Linked DNA regions of Sus scrofa: all the other regions are linked to region 1. The links are chromatin contacts, called in public Hi-C, HiChIP or PLAC-seq and promoter capture Hi-C maps. All regions are on one chromosome and are shown on one strand. The core of a region is the stretch at or near the end of the contact, and the rest is flanking DNA. Distances in the headings are between cores, read along the strand shown.

Region 1 (2,700 bases), core at 79-2,578:
ATCCATGAGGACGCAGGTTTGATCTCTGGCCTCACTCAGTGGGTTAAAGATCTGGCGTTGCACTAAGCTGTGGTGTAGGTTGCAGATGCGGCTTGAATCTGTTATTACTGTCCTGTAGCGTAGGCCAGCAACTACAGCTCCAATTAGACCCCTAGCCTGGGAACCTCCATATGCTGTGGGTGCGGCCCTAAAATAAAAAAACTAAAAAATAAGAATTTATTGAATGTCCACTATACATGCAAAACACTATGAAGCCACCAATTAGTTTCAAAGAATAAAACAAGAGATGGTGCTCCCCCAAACTGTGAATTCAATCTAAGTTTCACCCCACATGATCTTACAGTGAGAAGAAAATGACTAAAAGGCAAAAGAGGAACCAGAAAGAGGGTGTTTCAGAGTTCCTTTGAGAACACTCTGCTTCACACCACAATTTTTAAAAAGTTTACTTACCAAACAGATAAATCTCTATCTAACAAAGAAGTCTGGGAAAAAAGTCTCCTTAAAAGCCTTTCTTAAGGATCTCTTAAGCTTCTAAGAGCTTGTTACACTCACATACCAGCGCCCTCCAAAAGGTATGACGCAGGGGTTTCTAAACAATACCTCCAGCTCTTCGGTAATTAATCTCGCTTTAGATCAGGCCCCAGCTACCTCCTGGCGCCCACTAGATGCAAGGCCTGGGCTCAATGTCATTGCACAAGCTTGTCCTGTGCAACTGCGAGAGGCTGCGAGGCAGAGAGGGCCATTTCTGTTTTATTTATTTGATCCGTTCCTTCAAAGATTAGGCAAACGAGGCCTCATTTGGGTGGACGGCAGGGCTAAAGAGGCAATAGTCGTCTAGGGACGAACCGCAACTTCTCTTTTGAATCGATATAAACCCATTTCCGACTGTACCGTCCTACAGAGGGACGTGGTGAGAAAAAATTCCCCTAAAACTCCTTCTCGAGGGTCTGGCGGAGGTCAAACTCCTCACGCTCGGGCCGGGAGACATGGAGGCTGCTGAGATAAGGAAACTGCGGGGCTGCACGCGGCTCGGGGCCTGACTCTGGACTGCAGGACTACCCGGGGAAGGTCTCTGACCAGTGCAGGGTCGCCCTCTCCCCCGCCCGGCCCGGCCGGTCCTCACCGCGCGTCCCACCCCAGGCAGGCCTGGCGCACTTACCCCCGGTTGGGACCCTTAGGGATGAACCAGGGAACCAGGAAGCCGACGAAGCCCCAGAACACGCTCATCACGATGAGAGGCACCGTGAGGCCGGTATACGCCATGGTTGCCGTCGGAGCTGCCAGCCCCTGCCCCGCCGCCTCACTTAGGTGCCACCCGGAAGTGTCAACACAGACCGCGTGATCGGCGGGCGCAAAGACCCGCCTCCTGCGCCTCACGTGACCGCGCGCCGGGCCCGCCCCTCTGGGGCCGGGCTATAGAGCCCCGCCCTCTCCCGGAGGGTCTCGGAGCTTACTGCCTGTTGACAGAAGGCGCTCGCTCTGTAGCCCCAGAGGTAAGTGTCAAGTCACCAAGGGCTTAGCAGTTTCCGGGCAAGAACGTGGCCCTTTTAAGAAATACATGTAGTTATTTACAGCTTTAGCTTCTTATGCAACAAACGTGTAGAAAACTTCATAGTAATTTTCTGTTCAGAATTCCTGTGTGCCAGGCACTGGTATATGAGTTAAGTGCTTGAGTTCTTTTCGAACACCTCACTACAGCCTATGAAGTAGTTTTAATTACTGTACCCACTTTGCACCTAAAGAAACTGAGGTCCAGGGAGCAGGTTACAATTTTTGCCCAGAGTCTGGTACCTAGTAAGTGGCAGAGCCAAGATTCAACCTTTGATGATGTGATTTTCAAGGCCAGCGCTCTTAGCTACTGACCTACTGTTAGACTTGTGCACTGAGCCAGGTTTTGGGGTTACAGAAATCAGACACCACCACCCGCTCTAGGAATTCATGAACTGGTGAGGAGAAGGACTTGTGAGCAGGTCACTCAGTGCAGTGTCAAGATAGAGGGAACCAAAGAGCATGACTGTCCACCGCAGCCAGTTCTGAGCAGAGCCTTGAAAAGGGAGTAGGAATTAAAGCCAGAATATTGAGGAGAAGGTAACGTGGACTTTCTAATGCACGCCAAGCTTCACATACGTTCACTGTAGTATGTATGTGACAACCTTGGAACAGTGAAAGAACCCCTTTCTGGAAGAGCTCTCAGACAGAAGCAAGATGGAAAGCAAATCCATAAACCAATCCAACGTACTTTACCCTGGACCATGGTTTTTCTGCAGTAGTCACCTTTCTTCACCTCGAATTACCTCCTGATTTCTTTCTTCATTCAACTAGAATGGACCCTGTATTAAATGAGAAGTTGGACCAATGATCTTTAACATCTGTACCAACTCTTCAAATATGATGCCCAGCCTTCACCTGAAGGACAAGGTAGGAAACTAGTTGGTCTCCTTTGTGCTCATATTGCTCCCCCAGCAGCTCAGTTGCGGCAAAAATTCTATTGTCCTTAAGTTCCAGTCCAAGTACCACGCTCTCCAAGACCTATTTCATTGCATTAATGCATGTCTTGTGGCCTTGTACTTCTGTGTGTGCATAATCAAGCCAACCCTCTACTAGAGGATAGAGTGCTTGAGAATGAGCGTGTTAAACTGATCTTTGCCCCCTAGGAGCACTTTATACATGGAAGGTGCTTAATAAACACTTGTACAACTT
Region 2 (2,700 bases), core at 87-2,586, 230 kb before region 1:
GTGACCCGTTGTGAGATCTTCGGAGCTGTATGCTTTGGCGGGTGGCTTGGATGGTATGTGGATTACAGCTCAAGACGGCTATTACCAGTGAATTCAAAAGCTTACTAAAATGATTCTGCACTTTAAAAAAGAATGAAGTCCCAGAGCATGCAGCAACGTGATGGACTTTGAAAACCTCATGCAACGTGAAGGCAGCCGGTCACAAAGGGTCACCTGTCATAGGATTCTGTTGATATAACACGTCCAGAATAGGTGAAGAGCCTTGGTGGTGGTGGTAGCCAGGGTCTGGGGGGAGGGAGAGAGGAGTTTCCTTCTGGGGTGATCAGAATGTTTTAAAACTCGATGGAGGTGACAATTGTCCAACGTCGTGGAAGTACTCAATGCCACTGAACTGTACACTCTAAAATGGTGATTTTTGGCGTTCCTGTCGTGGCGCAGTGGTTAACGAATCCGACTAGGAACCATGAGGTTGCGGGTTCGGTCCCTGCCCTTGCTCAGTGGGTTAACGATCCGGCGTTGCCGTGAACTGTGGTGTGGGTTGCAGACGCGGCTTGGATCCCGCGTTGCTGTGGCTCTGGTGTAGGCCAGCGGCTACAGCTCCGATTCGACCCCTAGGCTGGGAACCTCCATATGCCGCAGGAGCGGCCCTAGAAAAGGCAAAAAGCCAAAAATAAATAAATAAATAAAATGGTGACTTTTCTGTCGTAGGAATTTTGCTTCAATTTTTTAAAAAGTTTCTTAAAACATTCTGCTCGCCAAAGAAAACATATCCGTGGACCGAAGTGGGCCCAGCGGTTTGTATTCTCACGAAGGTCCCTTCTGCCTCTCAGATCCCACGTTGCCGGGGACAAGATGTCACCTCCCGTCAAGGGAGCTATGGCAGCCTGACCACAGTTACGGCCAAGAGGAAAGAGGCATTCTGTCTCCTGGAAGCAGAGCCTCCCCAAGATAATTTGAGGCCATAAAATAAAAGTCTGCTGGCGCTGGACCCAGGCCAGGGGGTTCGTTTGTTTTTTTGTTGTTGTTGTCGTTTTTTTCTAACTGCCCTTTGCCACAATGAAGGGCAACGAATTGCATCTGGGTGACAGCAAATGGACCCTGTTGACACGGCCCAACTTTAATTTTTGTGAAGTTAATAATTAGGCTGTCATCCCTCTGCTCCAGAGCAATTAGTGGCCTGCCGAGGGGATGAATGGGCCCTATTATCAGGGGAATTATAAATAGAAGGCGGCCCGGGGTGGCTGGGAGCTCTGCACAGCGTCAGCCCTGCCCTCTCGCACGCACCACGGTCCCCACCAGCCCGACTGTGATCACTTGCCTCCAGCTGACAGCTTGAATCCCAGCTGCCATCCGAAAGGGCTCTAAATTCTGCCTCTGTCATCTGAGCCTGACTTTTTATGCTGTCCAGAGCCGGGCCCAGCAGCCCAGCTGAGCCGAGGAGAGCCCGCGGGAGATAAAGGCCTTTGTTTCCGCGGCCTCCCGACTCCAGGGTCTGGAAGTGTCTGGTGCTGAGCAGGAGGACCTGGGCTCAGCCTGACAGGCCAGGGTGTTGGGGACACTGAGTGACAGCCTGCTCAGTGATTCCCCAGGTCAGCTCAGGTTCCCGGCCAGGAGTGGTGGCCCCCAGAGGTCCAGCCAGGGCGGGAGGCGGCCCAGGTTCAGGGTGGGGTCCTTCCTTTGCTCGTCTGGCTTCTTCCAGCATCTTGGACAAGTTCTGAACCTTCTCTGCACACGCACGAAATCGGATTGAAACAGAGTGTGGGGGTTCAAGAAGAAAAAGCCTTTTTCACTGTGAGCGGGAAAAAAATGCAAATATTTACACCCAGAAATAATTATAATAATAGCTAACATTTTACAACGTTTCAACGCACCAGGCTCTATTTTTTTACAAAAGTATTGTTTTAGCTGACGCATAGTTGATTTGCATGTTGTGTTAGTTGTGTTAGGTTTTGCGGTAGAGTAAGGTAAGCAAAGAATATACATAAAAGAATATATATATCTGAATATGTATATAAAAGAATACATATATTCTTTTGTATATTCTTTTCCATTATGGTTTATTATAGGATATTGACCATAGGAGCCCAGGCCACTTTTTTTTCTTCCTTTTTTGGCTGCACCTGTGGCACATGGAAGTTCCAGGGCCAGGGGTCTCAAATTCAAGCCGTGTCTGCCACCTACAACACAGCGGAGGCAACGCCAAATCCTTAACCCGCTGTGCTAGGCCAGGGGTCGAATCGGCAGTGTGGCAGAAACAAGACAGATCATTAACCCCCTGCGCCATAGCAGGAAATCCCACCAACCACTTTTATATGTGACTCCTTTATGCTTCCCCCAATAGCCCTTTGGGACAGGTACTATTATTGCTCCCGTTTCACAGGTTTGTAAACTAAGGCAGCAGTTTTGCTAACTTGTCCAAGTCATACAATCAGGAGGTAAAATTCGAAACTGCTCTAGCTTGTCTATGCTCTTAACTCTTATCTCTCCGGCTTGTACATTAGTCAGTGAATGAAGCTGACCCGTCAGGATGGAGCGGTGGGGATTGCGGGGCCCTGGCAGCAAAACATCCAGGCTAGAGGAGGCAGCGGGCCAGCCGATGGGTTGCCTTACAGGGACGAGGACTTGATTTTTTCCAAGAGAAGCAGAAATCTAAATTTAACATGAAATTTGATTTTCAAATGTTGGCCACTAACGCAGAGC
Region 3 (2,700 bases), core at 39-2,538, 140 kb before region 1:
GAGACCAGTTCTTAATATTGCTGTTAGAGCACCTGGATCCAGCTGTACCTAAAAGCCACTTTCTGTTATATGAGCCAATGAATTCCCTCCTTTGCTTAGGTGACTGCCTGGTTCTGAACTCCCTGTGCTGAGCCCAGGTCAGCAGGTATCCTCACACAGGGATCTTAATCCCTGCACCCCTCAATGCCTCATCTCCACCCTCCCTTTTAAATGATTATGGCTGCTCAGTGGAGTCTGCATGAAGAGGGAGCAACTAGTCCCTCTGTCCCTACAGCTTAGTTGGCTTCCCTTATTCCTGTTGTTCAGAGAATTCGGAGGCTCTGGAAGCCAACTGCCTGATTTTAATCCTTGATCCACCAGTTCCCAGCTATGTGACCTGGGGTATGTTTCTGGTCCTTTCTGGCCCTCAATTGCCTCAACTGTGGTGACACCACCTACCTGGTAGAATCCTTGGATTAAGCGACATAATAAGTGATCACTCAGTGAATTTATTATCATCACCTGCTGAACATAAACACATCCCCAAATACTGCTTTTGGATCTCATTACAATCATTTAGCATTAGCTTTATTTTGACCGCCACTGGTTGTTTCTAAGCAGTCTAAAGGAGTGGTCACTTGGGGCTCCCAGGGTTTCTGGGACCCAGTCTAGGACACTTACCACCCTCTAGTCTAACTCTCTGGCTCCAGGTCTGTCTCCATCAGGCTGCACAAGGCAGGTGGAATCTTCCTCTTTTGTCTCAGCACCCAGCACAGAGTATAGCCAGTGCTTGCACTCCAAAAGATTCTGGAATAGACTGAGGTCATTCAGGAAGGCAGCTGGGACCAGGCAGAGTCTAACCACTACCCCTCCCTTGGTTGTCTCATCAACTGGTTTGCAAGCCTGTTCCGGAGGCAGAGAACACCACGGAAGAGGAACCAACCAGGAACACCCTTCTTAGAAACCATGACATTTCTGTCAGGAGCACACTTGTTTTTCATACCAGTCAAGCTGTCAGATTAAAAATGACGGGTCATTTCCTCATTTTTCAGCCCATGTTCATTAGCGACGTTCTGGATTCATTTCATCCAGGAGCACATTGCCAGGAAACAAAACCACTGGGGGAGGAGGAGGAGAGCGAGGATTTAAGGATAAGAAAAAAGAGAATATTTTACACTGAGCTAATTCTACCCATTGACTTTGGGGGGCGGATGGACTGGGAAAGATGGCCAGTGTGCCCTGGCCTGCTCTGTCCCACTGTCGACACTTTGCCATGTGAGAAGCTCTCCTCCAAACCGGGTCCTGACTCAACAACCTCGGCACCCCCTTCTTGGCCTGAGCCATTTCCTCAAATAAAGCCCCAGCGAGAAAGGGGAACGGATGCAGTGTTCATCAGGGTCACAGCATGAGCTCCTGGCCTGAGCTTTGTCCTTAAATCTTCCCAGTGCTCCTAAGAGGTCGGGGCTGTTGGCTGTTCTGTGCTCCAGATGAGCAAATCACGGAGGCGCGATCCTTGCCCAGGACATACAGGCAAGGAAGAGTGCTGTTGACCCAAAGGCCCCACTTGTGACCACCATGCACTGTGGTCCATTGAAAACACTGACCAACACCACAGGCCCTTTTGGGGATTGGGGGGGTAGGGTGGTTAACACCCACCTCCCCTCAGCCCAGCCTGCAGCCCTTCATTCCTGACAGCGTGGCTGAGACTCCGGTCTGGTATCTCTTAGATTAGCCCCCAGCTATTTTTATTCTGCCCTTGCTTAGTGGAAGAAACACAATTTGGGCAAACTCACAGGCAGGGCCCCCAGGAGACCACCATTCGCCAAGGAAGAAAACAGAGCTTATTTTACATTTTACTATCTTATTTTTTTGAATCTTTTTTTTCCTTAGAAGCATCTCCAAATTGAGTCACGGTCCCAGATTGCCTCCAGCAAGGCCTTGCTGGCACATAAACGCACCTACACCCACGTGTCCAAAACCCAATTCCTGATCTCCTTCCTCCTTCAGTCACTTAGGCCAACATGTCATAGTTCTTTGCTCTCCATCCTTCAAGAATGATAGCCCTTCCTTCAGGAAACCTTGTCTGGTTGGTTTTCTCTTCAAAATACATTCAGAATATGACTCTCTCTCACCACTATGTAAGTCCTGCCATCAGCCAGGTACAAGCCACCATCACCGCCACCCGGACGGCTGCCAACTGACCTCCTAACTGGTCTCCCTGTTCTGCCTGTGTCCCCTTCACATTGTTATCAACGCATAAATCATATCAAGTCGCTCCTCTGCTCAAAAGTCCCAATGGCTCCCCATGTCCCTCAGAGTACAAGGCCAGTCCTTCCAGGGACCTGCAAGGCCATTCGTGATTTTGTCCTTCACCGTCTCTCTGACCACCTGTGGTCCTTCTCTCTCGATCTTCCCACCCTGCCCCAGCCACACTGGCTCCCTTGCTAGTCCCCAGACATGCCAGTCACACACCAATTCTGGGGTTTATCCCCCATGTAAAGTAATTCTCCAACACCAGCTGGGTATCCAACAATTCAGCTCAATTCTGACACTACCCACTTGAAGGGAGCAGCAGATGCCACAGATGGGGGGCTCAGTCCTCCAAGATGGCCTTGCCCACCCCCCACTTCAGGCTAATTGCAAGTCCAGGCTGTTACCTGTGCTTCTGACCAACAGGCTATAGATGGGAGGTGCCCATGAACCCCTCTTCCTGGGGTTTGA
Region 4 (2,700 bases), core at 75-2,574, 210 kb before region 1:
GAAGAGCTGCTCAGCCAGGATCTCCCCACCTCCTCCAAGGCGAAAGGGGCGGAAAGTGGGGCAGAAACAAAGAGGGACCCAGGCTAAACCGAGCAGGGCTTTTTAATCCTTCTGCACTTATGTTTTGGACTCGAGGGCACTTGGCGCTTTTCCAGGCAGCCTAAAACGAGGGCTCTTCAGCACACCCTACATGCAAGTAGGGAAGGGCTCATGGGTGGGAGTGGAACAGGGGTGGGGGGCAGGCAAGCGGCTTCCTAGACTCGGAGACTTCAGGGGATTAGGACAGTGACAGGACAGGCGTCTTCTGCAGGGAACGCTGCCAGCCCCCGGGCCCTCCTGCCCCCGCCTCTCCCGAGCCTGGGTCCAGCCTTTGCCAGTGACCCCTGAGCTCAGCCCCTCTGTGCGTCTCAGTTGATGTCTCTGGCCGTTTGGGGAAGGGGAGGGGGCAGAGGGCTTGGCAGGTCTGGCCCCACCAACTGCCACCTTGCCGGGTGTGAGCAGAACAGCAGGTGGGTCCAAAAGGAAGGCACAGTTTGCCTATGTTGGCATCTGGCAGCATCACGCTGCAGCTTCCATGATATAAATACAGGGAGCGAAAATAGCTAATCCCAGATAACAGCAGTGTAATCACCCAGCGCCCGGCCTGGAATCCCAGAGAATTTGGAGGGAGCAGCTGCGGGGGCTGCCCCCTTCGGCAGCCCACTGCCCCTGGGTGGCCCGGGCTGAGAGAAAGCCAGCACAAAGCAGGGGAGTGGGGAGCAACTGGAGGACAGAGCCCTGATGAAAACACCTCTAATCACCACTCTGCCTAGGAAGGATGGTTTTTCTGGAAACACCATGAGAATTCTGAGCTGCAGCAGTGTGAACCTGGTCTCCCAGTCTTAATTGAGACGTGATGATAAACGTGGAATCATCTAGGTTGTTTGTTTGTTCGCTTTTTTTATCTTCTGGGTATTATTATCATCACTGGTGTCCTTCTGGTCCTCCAGTCTGGGAGGTCAGGGCCTCTCCCATGTTCCTCCCACCTTCAGGTCCTGGGCACAGTCTGGTGTGTGTCCACCATCCCCAGACTCTTGCACTCAGATCGGACACACCGGCAGCACTGCGTGGTTACCACTGAGGTTCCCAACAATGTAGGCACAGCTCCTGCGGAGACAACCAGTCATCTGGGAGAAGCTGGTGGGCTTGCCGTCATTAGCCATCCTGTTCAAACAGCACATTTCATTAGGGCTGCTGGAGATGGTGCAAAGAGCTCAGGCCCCTCCCTGCCCTGTCCAGTGCGCTCCCTGATACTCTGCTTGACGGACACGCCATCCCCAGCTAGTCACATCTGTCCTCACACACTCTGTGATTCGTCCTATTGTCCCTGCTTCTGAAGGGCCCTGGACACTCATCCCTTCTGCCTGTCAGGAGGTGGTCCCTCGCTCAGACGCCACTGCAGACAGAGCCCGGCGGCCCTGGAGTTGACTCGGGCTGGACCGCTGTGGATGGACGCTGATCAGGTGAGGCCACAGTGGGGCTCAGAAGCAATGGTGGGGGCTGGACCTCAGAAATACGTCCTGGGGGAGCACCCAAGAAATTCGATCCTACTAGTGTTCCCACTGTGGCTCAGCGGGTTATGAACCTGACTAGTATCCGTGAGGACGTGGATTCGATTCAATCCCTGGCCTCGCTCAGTGGGTTAAGGATCCGGCGTTGTGGTGACCTGCAGTGTGGGTCACAGACTCCGATTAGATCTGGCGTTGCTGTGGCTGTGAGGTAGGCTGGCACCTGCAGCTCCGATTCAGCCCCTAGCCCGGGAATTTCCATATGCCTCAAGTGTGGCCCTAACAAGCAAAAAGAAAAAATGGGAAAAAAAAAGGACATTTGATCCCCGGTGGGAGCATCATTACCACTCTGTCTATCCAGGAAGAGGGAAGAGGAAGAGTCCAGAGCAAACCAGCAGGAATGGGGAATGGAAGCATTTGTCATCTCGGCACAATCCAGGGGAGGCAGTGAACAAGACCCCTGCTGACTGGAGAACCCAACGAATTAGGAACAATATTATTTTATTTTATTTTATTTTTAATTTTTAATTTTTTGCTTTTTAGGGCTGCACTCGCGGCATATGGAGGTTCCCAGGCTAGGGGTCGAATTGGAGCTACAGCTGCCGGCCTACCCCACGGCCATAGCAACGCAGGATCTGAGCCACGTCTGCGACCTACACCACAGCTCGTGGCAACGCCCGATCCTTAACCCACTGAGTAAGGCCAGGGATCGAACCCACAACCTCATGGTTCCTAGTCGGATTCATTTCTGCTGCACCCTGAGGGGAACTCCTGAGCAATGCTATTTTAGTTTGGAGTCTCATGTCACTTTGTCACACAGGCCTCCGTACAGTCACTGCAGAAGGGAGTCACTGTGCTCCCTCTCCCTCAGACGACCACGAAGACCAGCCACAAACAGCCCAGTGAAGAGCAAACCCTGAGCTGTACAAGTCTCTGACCCCCCGGCTGCAAGGTGTGTCCACCTCAGAGCCTACCCCTCCCCTGGGCCTCCGGGAGATGGAGACCCCTCCAAAGAAGGGTCTGTGAACCTGCAAGACCCCCTGGGCCACCACAGGAAGCTCAGCCACCAAGATTAAATTTGAAGAGTATTTGATGACATGGGAAAATGCTTACAATTTTATACTAAGTGGAAAAAATATATGTTCTGTGATCT

Evidence for each region. Promoter capture Hi-C pulls out the DNA fragments that hold promoters and counts their contacts. A called contact is a pair of places that touch in the nucleus more often than the background predicts. HiChIP or PLAC-seq counts read pairs in DNA pulled down with a chosen protein or histone mark.
Region 2: a contact with region 1 is called in a promoter capture Hi-C map of fetal skeletal muscle, with 5 times the contacts expected there. The contact joins the enhancer-like site here to the promoter of ATP6V0E1 in region 1. A contact is called at or near these places in 3 of 5 promoter capture datasets (fetal liver, fetal skeletal muscle and liver), 24 of 47 Hi-C or Micro-C datasets (adipose tissue, alveolar macrophages, blood and 11 more) and 2 of 2 datasets of contacts at active chromatin or transcription factors (alveolar macrophages and skeletal muscle).
Region 3: a contact with region 1 is called in an H3K27ac HiChIP or PLAC-seq map of alveolar macrophages. The contact joins the enhancer-like site here to the promoter of ATP6V0E1 in region 1. A contact is called at or near these places in 1 of 5 promoter capture datasets (fetal liver), 16 of 47 Hi-C or Micro-C datasets (alveolar macrophages, blood, embryonic fibroblasts and 8 more) and 2 of 2 datasets of contacts at active chromatin or transcription factors (alveolar macrophages and skeletal muscle).
Region 4: a Hi-C map of retroperitoneal adipose tissue shows a contact between it and region 1, with 5 times the contacts expected there. The contact joins the enhancer-like site here to the promoter of ATP6V0E1 in region 1. A contact is called at or near these places in 2 of 5 promoter capture datasets (liver and skeletal muscle), 26 of 47 Hi-C or Micro-C datasets (adipose tissue, alveolar macrophages, blood and 13 more) and 2 of 2 datasets of contacts at active chromatin or transcription factors (alveolar macrophages and skeletal muscle).

The regions. Positions count from the first base shown.
Region 1 is chr16:51,259,343-51,262,042 of Sscrofa11.1, forward strand. It overlaps ATP6V0E1 (ATPase H+ transporting V0 subunit e1), which reads right to left and starts at 1,329. Exons shown (of 3, transcript NM_001044579.1): 1 at 1,160-1,329. The coding sequence starts at 1,263.
Region 2 is chr16:51,031,940-51,034,639 of Sscrofa11.1, forward strand. No RefSeq gene overlaps it. Among named protein-coding and RNA genes, the nearest start is that of STC2, 44 kb to the left of the region's middle. Within about 2 kb of position 1,337, at least 17 of the 83 cell types and tissues checked have an H3K27ac peak or open chromatin away from gene starts, as enhancers often do. A contact at or near this core is called in brain, fetal skeletal muscle and skeletal muscle, where this site is marked.
Region 3 is chr16:51,120,828-51,123,527 of Sscrofa11.1, forward strand. No RefSeq gene overlaps it. Among named protein-coding and RNA genes, the nearest start is that of BNIP1, 18 kb to the right of the region's middle. Within about 2 kb of position 1,289, at least 6 of the 83 cell types and tissues checked have an H3K27ac peak or open chromatin away from gene starts, as enhancers often do. A contact at or near this core is called in alveolar macrophages and omental adipose tissue, where this site is marked.
Region 4 is chr16:51,048,452-51,051,151 of Sscrofa11.1, forward strand. LOC110257268 (a long non-coding RNA gene) reads right to left here. Exons shown (of 4, transcript XR_002339663.1): 4 at 1-1,203. Among named protein-coding and RNA genes, the nearest start is that of NKX2-5, 36 kb to the right of the region's middle. Within about 2 kb of position 1,325, at least 4 of the 83 cell types and tissues checked have an H3K27ac peak or open chromatin away from gene starts, as enhancers often do.